2 separate regions of the Triticum aestivum genome follow, and region 1 is linked to region 2. A link is a contact called in public Hi-C data. All regions are on one chromosome and are shown on one strand. Each heading gives the region's core, a stretch centred on a gene start, on an enhancer-like site or on the middle of the called end of the contact. The rest is flanking DNA. Distances are from core to core; before and after follow the strand shown.

Region 1 (5,973 bases), core at 3,030-5,529, 170 kb before region 2:
CAGTACTTGTGACCAAGAGATTATCTGGTTTAATATCACTATGAATAATGTTCTGTGTAAAAAAACAAGAAATTAGGTGTTTCTATCAAGCTGGAAGAATATAACTCTGTGAAAAATGAATACATTTAAGACATGAATAGCAAGCACATGTAAATATGAGAAAATAGGGGAACCAGAAACATCAATAAGCAACTACTTAAGAAGCGAAAAATTGAGACATATTATGCAAACTTTTCGAAACAGCCTCTGATCCTTACTAAAACATGAGGTGAGCATGGATTTACAAACCCAAACTATTGTTTGTCAGTACAATCAGGGGGCTCAAGGACAGAACAACTCGATAAGTAGCCAAAGCAAACAGGGGTGAGAGTAAAATCTATCTGCTGAGACAATTTGTGCAAGTATGTGAGCTTGCTGATCTACTTCACACAATTGATAAGCTAATGAGTAGTGACACAGACACTAAATTATTTTAGCACATAATTCACCATCATGAACCAGTTATCAGTTGATACTGAAAAGAATTAAGAGAACTGAATCTTACATGAGAGTGAAGATATATAACACCAGAAATAATGTCCCGCAAGTACTTTCTGCAAGTAGCTTCTCCTATACCTTTATCCCACACAATTTTTCCTTCCACATACTCAAGAACTGGCAATAAAAAGGTAAAAGACTAAATTGCACTCATATAAAATATTAACATATGCCAACTAGCCTGCTAAAATAACATCCTATTGGAACAATAAAGCAAAACAATGAGAGCGTCAATAAATACCCATGTAGAATTTATCTGAGTTTGGATCATCAATCACCTCAATGAGATTTACGATATTGGGATGACTCAACATTTTCATGAGGGATACCTGTCACCAATGCAATAAAGAGGTAACTCAATAACACAGTTTATCGCATGTAAAATTATTATATATGCAAAATTTATGCTATTTGGTTAGTGCTGCTAATCACATGCTTCTGCGATAAAAAAGATAATTGAATCTTTAGAGCACCTATATAGAGGTAATGGCCATCTATTTAATACTCCCTCCGTCCAATAATATAAGATATTACATCGATATACTACGGAGGAAGTACTTTGGAGCATCTAAATGAAAATTTGCTAAAATGCAGCTTTCTCGATGAATATCAGACAGCCAATGGAATTGAAGTAAAGAAAAAAAGGAACATGTAATTACGAAATAAACAAAAAAACACATGTGTTCTGTAATATGTATTATGCTTGCACTTAAAATGTGGCATTTAAGTGCTTGTCAGTAGCCGGGGGAATGAATTAATGATGTTCTCGACTGCTCGCCACAGTAAAAATTGCACCGCACTGCACATATATGTCATTGTTAACTTACTTATCAGATAAATGCATTCTGGATCTACGACAGATACATTCTCCATATGCTATGAAGTGGTGATAATGGGTATCCATATAGGAAGCAATATATGAAAACCAAGCAATTTTGAGTTTTTTATTGAGGTGCTAAACAGAGTGTGATCCGTGGGCATGACCAGCTTGGTTTACTTATGTGTGATAGGTCATGTAGGATTAATAATTTAGTATCTTCCAAGCCCACATGATTACTTTCCCAGAGAACTTTGCACATGCCATAACAAAATCGCAAAGTCACAAGTGTTAATACTCTTGTTACTCACTTCCCGAATAACATCTGTCATGGCGGTTTCTGACCGTACGACACGTACTTTCATCATGTGAGGTTTATTCAGCACCTGAAATAACAAGGAAAAATCCACAACTACATCAGCTAGACATAGCACTGTGCGCAAGGGGCACAAAGTAAAGTCTAAAGACTGAGCAAGAAAAACATTGTGCTAAAAATAACAAATGTCCAATAGTGAGTTCTGATGCAAGCAGGTTTCGTAGCTAGCAACAAACATGCAAAGGGCACAACGTATTAGAAAGGCGTGTGTGGGGGGGGGGGGGGGGGGGGGGTGTCACAACAAAAGAGTACTGAATCATGCAATTCAATAAAAAAATGTATCAATAAACCTCAGTTATCAACATCATCAAAGTAGTTACTAAAAAAGGCACTTGTGTTGCCAACACCAGAGAACAGTGGAAAGCATTACCTTCACTGCATATAACTTCCCATCTTCAATGTTTCGGTATAGAACCTTTTTAGAAGCAAAGAGAAATGGAAAGGAATCAGCTAGCTACTCAGTGAAGTTCATTAATAGCACATTTAAGCGGTCTTACCACTTTGCCATAGCTTCCAGCACCGATCTTGCCCAGGTGAACATACTGATTGATCATCTTATTGCCAAGATCGTCCTAAACATGCCAAAGGAGAAAGTTATTATACAGCTCAGTGCAAAAGGTAAATGCTCTCGCGCAGCTCCTCGACTCTTCACTAGACATGCAACGGCCATGGCATAGCAAAAAAAAACTTGGTCACAGTCTTAGATCACCCGTCAGAACAGTGATCACCAAATACACTGAGTTTAAAATAATAGAGTATATGTTTTACATGAATGCTACAGATTAGTTCCAGCGGAGCACATGTAGTATTACTTTTGCTTGCTTAGAACACATTGGTGCTAAAACTAGGTCAATTATATCAATCGTTATCAATAAGAGGATTAATGGCTAGCCATTCCAAAAATAAAGAAAATAAGAACCATAGCCAGACAGTGTATTAGGTGTGTTGTTTTGTACTAGCAGATGACAGTTAAAACTATTGGCCCTCACAGTGGCGTTCGATTAAACTTTGCGTGTGGTGGACTTTAACAAAGTCCAACATGATCAATTTACTCGAGGGCCATGGCCAGTTTAACCAAGTTTAATTCAGTTCAATCGAGGCAATTTGCATAAATGATCCAATCACCTGAACTGGCCATCTTTGCATGTTTTATAGTAAAACTGCTAACAGAATCTGGTCTCCATAATTATGGACCATGCAACACTATAAGATGTATAAATACAAAAATAAATGCAAACATAATATGTATCTACATTTTAGGTAACAGAGGAAGATGCATCTTCGTTTTCCAAAGATTTTTGAAAATTCTTAGGGTAACTCCTGTAACTGGTTTTGGTTCTTCATATAGGAAAGCAATATAAGAGTCCATTTATAATCTTAACATCGTCAGACAAATAATCAACACAATCATGAAGTGACGAGCAAAAACAGGCATAATAACTCATTAATTCTGAAAGCGAAGCAAATCGCAAGTAAAAGGAAAGAGAGAGTACTTCTACTTCTCAACAAGATAAACTTAACGATAATTTTGAATGAAATTCAGTTGCCTTATACGACACGATTCCTTAATAGAAATTGAACTGGCTCGTGCATACACTTTTAAAGTGTTGCCTAGACAGAATGTTTTCGATGGACGCGAGTAGAAAGATACTGGTAGAAATTGATGTCTAACAAGGCGGTACCTCTGAGCGAACAACTTTTTTAGTCTCCTTAACCAGGCTTTCTCTACATGCAAAGCCACTTTGAGCCCTTGTCAGAATAATATCTTCAGACCTCTTCCGTGGGGGCTCATCGTCACTTTCATGATTATAATCAGTACCATCTCTTTCATAGAAACTTCTATCAGGATCATCACCATTAAAGAAGCTTCTATCAATGCCATCCCCATTGTAAAAGCTTAGGTCAGGATCATCTCCAGTGTAGAAGCTCCCATCGAAATCTTCACTAGTCTGGCGCTTCAACAAATCTTTGGACAACATGCCATCAGTGTCCCGAGGCCGACCTACCTTCACGCTGGGCTTCCTTAGGAAACTGAAACAGCTGCAGCAGCCCATGTCCGTGAGGTCTGCCATTCAGAAGGAGCCGCGCACCAGAAATCCTGGACGAACAAAACAGGAGAAGGAGAACGCGTCAGTGAAGGGATCAGCTTCGGTTCGTAGTGACCGGATTTGGCAGGCCCTCGTCGAACCCCCCTCCCCGATCCCGACCGATCGATCTGGATCGCGGCTCGAGTTCGCTCCCCTGATTCGCTGTTCGATTCGCTAAAGGCGCAGGACAGGAGCAGCGTACCACGCGTGTCTTCCGATGCCGTCGTCGCAGTCGCCGCTCGAGCACGCCGTCGCCGCTGGATCACCGTCGTGCCGCAATTGAGGTTGTTGTTGAGGAGGGCGGCGGAGGGGACGTGGAGAGTTGGATGGTGGGTGGGTTGGGGCGGGGCAGCAGGGTGGGGGGAAGCGCGTCGGGAGGAGCACGGGGCGGCACGTTGGTGGTCGCAAGGGGGGCGGCGGGGTGGGAGGAGCACGGTGGAGACGGCGAGGTGGGGTACAGAGGAGAGGAGACGACTGCGACCTGACACGTGAGGCGCCTTTTTCTCTTTCTCGATCTGTATTTTTGACAGGTTCAGCTTGCGATTTTTTTTTAGCATCAGTACAGACACAAGCGCTCATATCCTATGAACGCACACACGCACACCCTACCCCTATGAGCACCTCTGAAAGACTGAGCCGGCACCTCATCTTGAGATTTACGAAGTCACCGTAGGCGCCTCGTCTTCGACGGGAACGTCTCCTCCCACTGAATGCGCATCGCCGGAAATCCTGAAATAAATCCAGGAATAAATGCGAGCACCAGGATTTGAACCCTGATGGGTTGAGGATATCACAATCCCTCTAACCATCCAACCACAGGTTGGTTCGCGTTCAGCTTGTGATTGTTGGACAGTGTTGTGCTTTAATTTATTCTATCTACTTCTACTCCATTTGGGGGAATTGTTCTATACTACAATCTACTGCAATATTTTTTTAGAAAAGGCCTAATGTCATACTACTCCTTACACACACAAAAAAAAGAAAAATATACAAATTCATGGGGGTATCGAAATCTTCTTCCTCGGCATCCACGGAAGGCGTGTTGTGAGCATAGCTTGATGCTGCCTCTAGGCCTCCGCCTTGGCTGAGTAAACTTTTTGAAAACCAAGAGCTTGTAGAAGCAACGGCTGAGAAATCGTCGATACAGACCATGAGGCGTCGGCGGCTACGACACGCAAAGCAAACCGCCACCTTGGAGACAGAAACGTTGATCAGACATGTAGAAACTCTGAAGACCACAAAAACAGTCTAAATCCATACGGATCCATGAAAATCTAAATTGAACGAATCCCGAAAGACCCGCCGGAGACACGGCTCCAGGGCCCTCTCCTTCAACGAAAGGCGCACCAACGGAACCGGGATACAGCAAGGAGAACATTATTCCTACCCTGGGGCAACGCCACTGCTTTGCCGCCCCAAATCTAACACGAAGACTCCCTACAGAAAACCTCGAAAAAATCACCCATCTTGATGTACGATGTGGTCGGGTCTGATATAGAGCTTGCCACTATATAGAACTTGGCATCGACACCCTCTTCTCTGACGATCCTTCCAGGCTGAAAACACCGATGATCCCTCCGGCCGCCATCATCTTCACCAATGACATTGTCATGCACCAGACGAAGCAAATGGATGATGATCTTCGTATAGAAATTTTAGATAAAAAATCTCTTACACATTATTTTCAAATTGGGCATATAAAGGGGGCCATGCCTAGATGACTTCCATGCATGATTCTATCAACATAATAACCAAGTGTCAAATGCATCCTGCTCTCTTAACCGTGTAACAAGAAGAGGACAAATACATAGGTAGATGCATTGTTGGAGTTGAGGGTTACATGTATGCCTTCCAAGATGTAAGGCTCCCAGTTTTTACGGTGAGAGAGCCCTCCCCTTGGTCGCTTATGTTAGATCCCACGTGCCACAATTGACAGAGACAAGGTGATTGTTTGCTCAAATTAATCAATTATTTTCTTTATCTCATTACCTCTCATATGTATTGGTGGCTATCTTGTTTTGTTAATTGTGCTATTTAGGCCAACATTGCTCATGCTTTGTTCAAAGGAAAAGGGCGAAAAGAAAGAAAGGCAAAACATTCACCTTGCATCATTGTTGGAAGGATCTTGAAAATGAGAAGTGGAAGAACTGAGAGGC
Region 2 (6,339 bases), core at 3,323-5,822:
CTTGTAGCATAGAGCCATGGCGTTTGAGAGCACAAGCCTCATGTGAACCCTCTGGAGCTTGCAGTTGGTGAAGTAGGCCGCCAGTTCCTGTTGCCGGTTGACGTTGTCCTTCAATTCCTTCCTCTTGAGTTCCATTCTTAGACCAAGAACATACTCCCTCACTATCTCGATCAACTCCTTCACTTCATCAACTTCTCTCCGCGAGTCCACCACGATCAGGGGAATGGTATGCAATATGTTGAGGAACTGTCTCAGCGCTTCTGGGAACTTCCCCTCTGTTGTGGCTTTGTAGGCTGCCTTGAGTCTGTCTTCCATTTGTGAGAAGGTGAAAACTAGTGAAGGAGGGCCCCTCACGTTAGGACTTGAGGACTCACTCCAACCTTTCTCAACAGCAATTGATATAACGGGAGCAGTTGCAAGTGCGCGAAGATATGAATGACTGCCCATATGAAGATCGAGAAACATGGGTTTCAGGGGAGCAAAGTTCTTGATGCCCAACTGACGGCTGAGCAACCTCATTGCAGTGTCAAAGTTGCCTGCTGCTGCATGCTCCCCAGCAAGAGAAGATTTCTGAGTCCAAATTTGGCTGACAGGCATTCCTGGTGTAGGAGCAACAAACACAGTAGAGCGAGCATTTCCAGCAGCTTTTGGGGTCTCTGGTTCAGGCAATTCCAGATCTTCAAGATCCCAACCACCTTCCTCCCCATCCACCTCGTTCGCTTCACCTTCCTCGGGATCAAAACCATCACCCCCATTTGCCACTGCATCACTTGCATCCACAATATCCAAGTCCTCATCACCCCAGTCAGCACCAGCAGCTTCATCATCTTCCTCAACTTCTGCTCTCCCAGTAGCATCCAGTCCACCCTCAAATATGCCACGCATCACCCGGAGCAATGGCCAATCAACGCTGGATATGAGAGGTGCGGGCGGAATCAAAAGTGAGCGAGTTTTTCCTTCAGGTAGAGAAGGAACATTCTCACCCAACTCAGCAGCAAGCCTTTCAGCAATTTCAGTGAGCCCATGAGTGGCGGCAGTGACATAGGCAAGAGGAAGCTGTCCAGCATTCTCCAGGATCTCAGCTCGCTTCCTAGCATCCCCAAGATACAATGCATTGTGGAACTGACCCATCAAATTGTTATTCTGTCCGGCAATTTTGCACATGAAGCCCACCTTGTCCATGTAACCAGTAATAAGATACAGAAAAGTCAGCCTCTCAAAATTCTTCGTCCGCTGGTATGCATATTCCACAATACCAACATTCCCCTGCCTCAGGGCCTCAATTCCCAACCTGTACCAGTGATCCTTGTCATCAATCTCTTTTGCAGAAGCCACTGCGATTTGGATGTTACCACTTTCAAGAGCTAGATTAAATCTTGTCTTCTCATCTTTCACAAAGTGGAGAGCAACTTCTGGAAACCCTTTCTGTTGTAAATATGAAATCACTGCCTGCCCACACAGCTGTGAGCTCTTAATCATACTCATAACATGGTCATAACGTTTCCGGAGAAGGGCGAGCTTGAAAATGTATTCAGAAGCATCAACTGTTATCAGCTTGTTCTTTCCATCACGATCAAGACAGAAAATGTTGTTCCCAATAACCCTTGTTATGTAAACAGGGACATCAAGGGTCTTTATGATCCCACTATCTCCATTGGGAAGACAGTATTTGATATGGTTCAAAGTAGAGTAAATAAAAACACCGTTCTCATCCCAGGCACCACTTTTCACACGAATGGTTTCATGCAGTGTAGAGCGATGGACAAGCTTCTTGCTAGCTATAACTACTGCATGCTTGCTCAGCAGTGCAACATACTCCATGTCACTGGACCAAACTACATATTTAACACCAGCTGACTGGAGTTCACCAAGAACTAGCCTTTGTTGTAGATCAAAGATGGTCACACGATCTTCAGCTTTGCACAACAAATTACCAGTCCCAGCATAATAAATTGCATCAGTCGCAATAGGAAGAGGACTCTTCTTCACAATTTCATTCTTAAGATTCTTCACCAAAACTTGATTGCTACTCTTCTCAAGGACAGCAAACCTATTCCGTGCCACAAAAACAGCCGAGCCACCAGCTCCCTTCTTTGCCTCTTGCAAATAATCAGCCCTGCCAGCAGAATCTTTAGGAACAATGTACAGATCATATGAGCCCCCGTCCACATCAGAGCAGATCAACACAGCATTTTCAGTTGGACTATAAGATAGTGTCCTGGGTGCCTGGTTCAAGCTGACGGATCCTGGTCTTCTTATTGGAGCCACCTGAACTTCCTTCTGGGTGGAGTACTCAAAGAACCGGAGGAATCTGTCCTTCACATAGAACACAGTATCAGCACTCACGCTGAAAGCTGGGCGTTCCCTCTCTAATTTAAACACAATCATGCCACTGTCATGACCAGCAGCAAGAAGATTCATTTCAGGGTGGGCAGCAAGGATCCAGAAACGGTCATGTTCCCGCCTAAATGTCTGAATACCAGTTCGCTTTGTGGCATCCCAAATGCGAATGCTTTTGTCCTCTGAGTTGGACACAATGATGTCTTGCTTCGCATGGAACATCACACACGACACATTATTCATGTGCCCCCTCAAAGTATCAACTTCCCAAGCCTTGGTATCTGTCAAAAAATATCAAATTTATTTTATTGTTTGTTCAATCCAACCAATACTCAGCAAAAAAATAATTAGTGCTAGACTAGACCTTCAATTGACATTTCTCATGTTGAACAAACAAGGGTAATTTGATAATTTGTTTATAATTTGTTCAGTCCTACTAATATGCAGAGTGTTTTACTGGATATTAAATGGTTATATACATGTGATCACTCAGAATTAACAAAAAAGTAATTTGACAATTACGAAACATGTTTCTTGCGTTCAGCTAGTTTTGATGACCACTGACAATTTAGTTGATATTACTTGTGATAGACTGAGGAGTAAACAGTAAAAGGTTCTGTACAAGTAATATCACTTAAACAGAATCAAAAGGATTCAAAATAAAATGACTAATTCAGAAGCATTGTTTCAAACTGTCATACAAAATAATGAAATGATGCGTACATAAATATGTAATTATTGTTTTCATACAACGAAATAAAATAAACCAGACATAAATAGTTAAAGAAGTGATTGCACTGTTACCATTCATTCTCCACAGCTTCACTTGCCGGTCATCTGCCCCAGAAACAATGAGTGGCAATGTGGGGTGAAATGATGCCCAGTTGACACCACGGTCATGGCCTTCCAAGACATACTTCACAACCGCATCGACACCCCCAAACAGATCAGTGTTCATCTGAGTGAGACGCAGGATGTCATCTGCAGGTGACACCGTCTTCTTCCTCAGGGCACCAATATCCCAAACACGGACAGTCTGATCTAGCGATGCTGACACAACCAGGTCCTCCTTGGGGTGGAAGGACGCGCACATAACATAGTGATTATGCCCGGTAAGCACAGCCACACAAGTACGTGACTGCCAGTTCCAGATCCGGATTGTCTGGTCATCACTGGCACTTACAATCCATGGGTACTCATGGTGGAATTGCACAGTACGAATGTAGTCGAGATGCCCAGTAAGCGTAAACAAGCAGCGGTGTGTCTTGTAATTCCACACCTTGATCTTGTAATCGTCACCTGCATTGCATCACAACCAAAAAAGGAAGTTCAAGCTTTGTGAATGTTAATGAGCATGCATTGGATTATTTTACCACCTATTCTATTTCTACATTCACTCAGTGTTCAAGCATTGACTCACTGTTAAGCTAGTAACTAAAACATGAACCAGACCAACCAGAGTGCACCCCAGTGTCATCAGCCACACAATCCCATCATGGTTTTGTGAATGCTAATGAGCATGCATTGGATTATTATACCACCTACTCTACATTCACGTTCAACTGGTGAAAAAACTACGGTGATATCAGTCACTAATTAAAACCAAATGGCACCTGAGGCTCCCAGTAACAATTCTAGAAACAGCAAAGATCATAAAGTAAGCAGTAGATCCGACCAACCCATCCTACCAACTTATGATCCTTAACAACCACCGGCACGCATCAAGCGCGATCTAATGGCAGCGTCGACGGATCACACAGACATCTAACGGCCTCGAAACTCGCGCGCAGAGCCTCCAATCCAAAGGTAAGGCTCGGGGCCGCAGCGCGCAGCTCTGTATCGATCCGCAAATGGCAAATCACGTCCGAACCGATCGAGCCGAGCGGGATCTAGCAGGGCGGGGCAGGGGAGGGCAGTACCTCCGGAGACGAAGAGGGGCTGGGTGGCGTGGAAGTGGACGCCGCGGACGGGGCCGTCGTGCTCGTCGAAGCGGTCGAGGAGGGTGCCCATGCGGTAGTCCCACATCTGGATCACGCCGCTGTGGAGGCTGGCGAGGATCCATGGCCGCCGCGGGTGGAAGCTCAGGCCCTTGACCCGGTTGCTCTTGGTCTCGAACTTGGTCAGCATCTTCCGTTCCCCCGCCGGCGGCGCGTCGTCCCCGGCGACGGCGGCGGCGGCCCCTGGCCCTGGCCGCGGAGAGGAGCGGGGAGGGGGGGGGGGGGGGTCGGTGGATCTGGGGCGGAGGGGAGGGGTAGGGAGGGAGGGAATGGCCGATGGGTGGGGAGGAGGAAGGTGCTTTAGATCTCGGGCAAGAGGAGATATGGGTTTCCGACGCTGCTGAGGTGGTGAGAGGCGGCGCCGCCGTTGGATTCTCGGGGAGGGCGATCTGAGCCGTCGGAAATGGTGCGCCCGGGTTGTCAGTGACGCGTCGTTCGCTTGCCGCAATGCTAAGATAAGCGGTTTGGCTATGACCAATTTTTGGTAGAGTACGAATTATAAATTTCATGCTTAGATAAGTGCTTACCTCTTAGCAAATTTTCCCTCTGTAAACAAATGTAAGACGTTTTAGATAAGATTTTTTATCATTTATGTCACTGGCTGTGTTTCACTACTCGGTTTTGCCACTAGGAATTCCAACTGCTCAAAAATGCCATCGCTTCGTTAGGCGCATGCTAAAAAATGCCACTGAACACCATTATTGTCAGCTCAAATTCCGTTTGTCATGTCATAATGACTAAAATACCTATAGAACAACATGTTAGCTCTCCCTCTATCTCATTACAATAAAGTGTGGGTCCCACTTGATCCCAGTAGCATTCTTATTTTCTCTAAAATTATTCGCTTGCTTACTCCTGACAAGTGGGGTCCACATTTATCATTGTGAGATAGAGAGAGCTGACAAGTGGGTATAGGGGTATTTTCGTCATATAATATGGTCAACGAGTTTGACCTGAAAATAACGATGTCTAATGGCATTTCTGAGCAAACATCTAATGGAACGATGGCATTTTTTAGATATCTAACGACATTTTTAAGCAAGCATCTCAGGAAACGATGGCATTTTCTACTGGTAGTAATTTCTAACGGCAAAATGAGTAGTGAGATACAACTAATGGTATAAATGATAAAAACCCTTTAGATAACTATAAAGTGCATGTGCCGAGGTCGAGGATGGTGCCCATGCCGGAAATGAAGTATCTTTGCTTTTTTTTCTAGACTAGATGGTAGTATCTTTTATATAAAATATTGAGTACAGCATGTACTCTCGCATCTACGCATCCATTGTCACACGCAAACACTTTGTACAATGTCCTCCAAAGACTGCAGTCGCGGGAGCTTTAAGATTGATCGATATCGCCACTAGCATCTCGATATCATCGAAAAGACCACCTCATATTGGAAACATTATGCTTTGATCGAACAATAGGATGGCAAAAGCTATGATTATATCGCTCGTTGGCTCGGAGTACATGTACCCTCCTAAACATCCAGCTATGGATTGGTTCTCGTGCGGAATGGAATTTGTATTGGAAATAACATCGATACAAATTCACATAAAAGCACCATATGGTATTTGTATTGGTGCTTATTCCAACATGACTGATAAGGAACTACTAAATTAAAGGGGAAAAGGGCCCCTTGCACTGTTCGTCGTTGGCGAGTGCCGGGAAGGGGAGGGGCTGACGGGGAAGGAAATGAGAGTGCGCTGGGGAGAGAGGCGGAGAGTTGATCCCCTCCCCCCCCCCCTTGGATTGTTGTTGGCGTAGGAAGGAGAAATCTATGTCGGTCATTCTTCCTCTATCCTAGGTCTAATTGTTCTAATAAAAATGCATGCATCATGTTGGTCCCTTCTCGGCAGGTGTTGTTCCCTCTTATCTTCATTATCCGCTTTGTCCTCACTCGGTGCTTTCGATTAGGTTTTGGAGTAGGTCGTCTGGAAGTTGAAGCAAGCTGGTTTGACGCCAAGCTCGTTCTCTCCCTCCAAACCTTGTGGGGAAG

What was found. A called contact is a pair of places that touch in the nucleus more often than the background predicts.
Region 1: a Hi-C map of leaf shows a contact between it and region 2, with 7 times the contacts expected there. The contact joins the promoter of LOC123095868 here to the promoter of LOC123095865 in region 2. A contact is called at or near these places in 2 of 5 Hi-C or Micro-C datasets (both in leaf).

Annotation. Positions count from the first base shown.
Region 1 is chr4D:22,128,072-22,134,044 of IWGSC CS RefSeq v2.1, reverse strand. It overlaps LOC123095868 (serine/threonine-protein kinase GRIK1), which reads right to left and starts at 4,279. Exons shown (of 12, transcript XM_044517440.1): 1 at 4,020-4,279; 2 at 3,413-3,828; 3 at 2,228-2,302; 4 at 2,101-2,145; 5 at 1,666-1,740; 6 at 779-866; 7 at 545-654; 8 at 1-52. The coding sequence starts at 3,802.
Region 2 is chr4D:21,959,556-21,965,894 of IWGSC CS RefSeq v2.1, reverse strand. LOC123095865 (coatomer subunit alpha-3) reads right to left here and starts at 4,572. Exons shown (of 3, transcript XM_044517436.1): 1 at 4,260-4,572; 2 at 3,145-3,639; 3 at 1-2,621. The coding sequence starts at 4,467.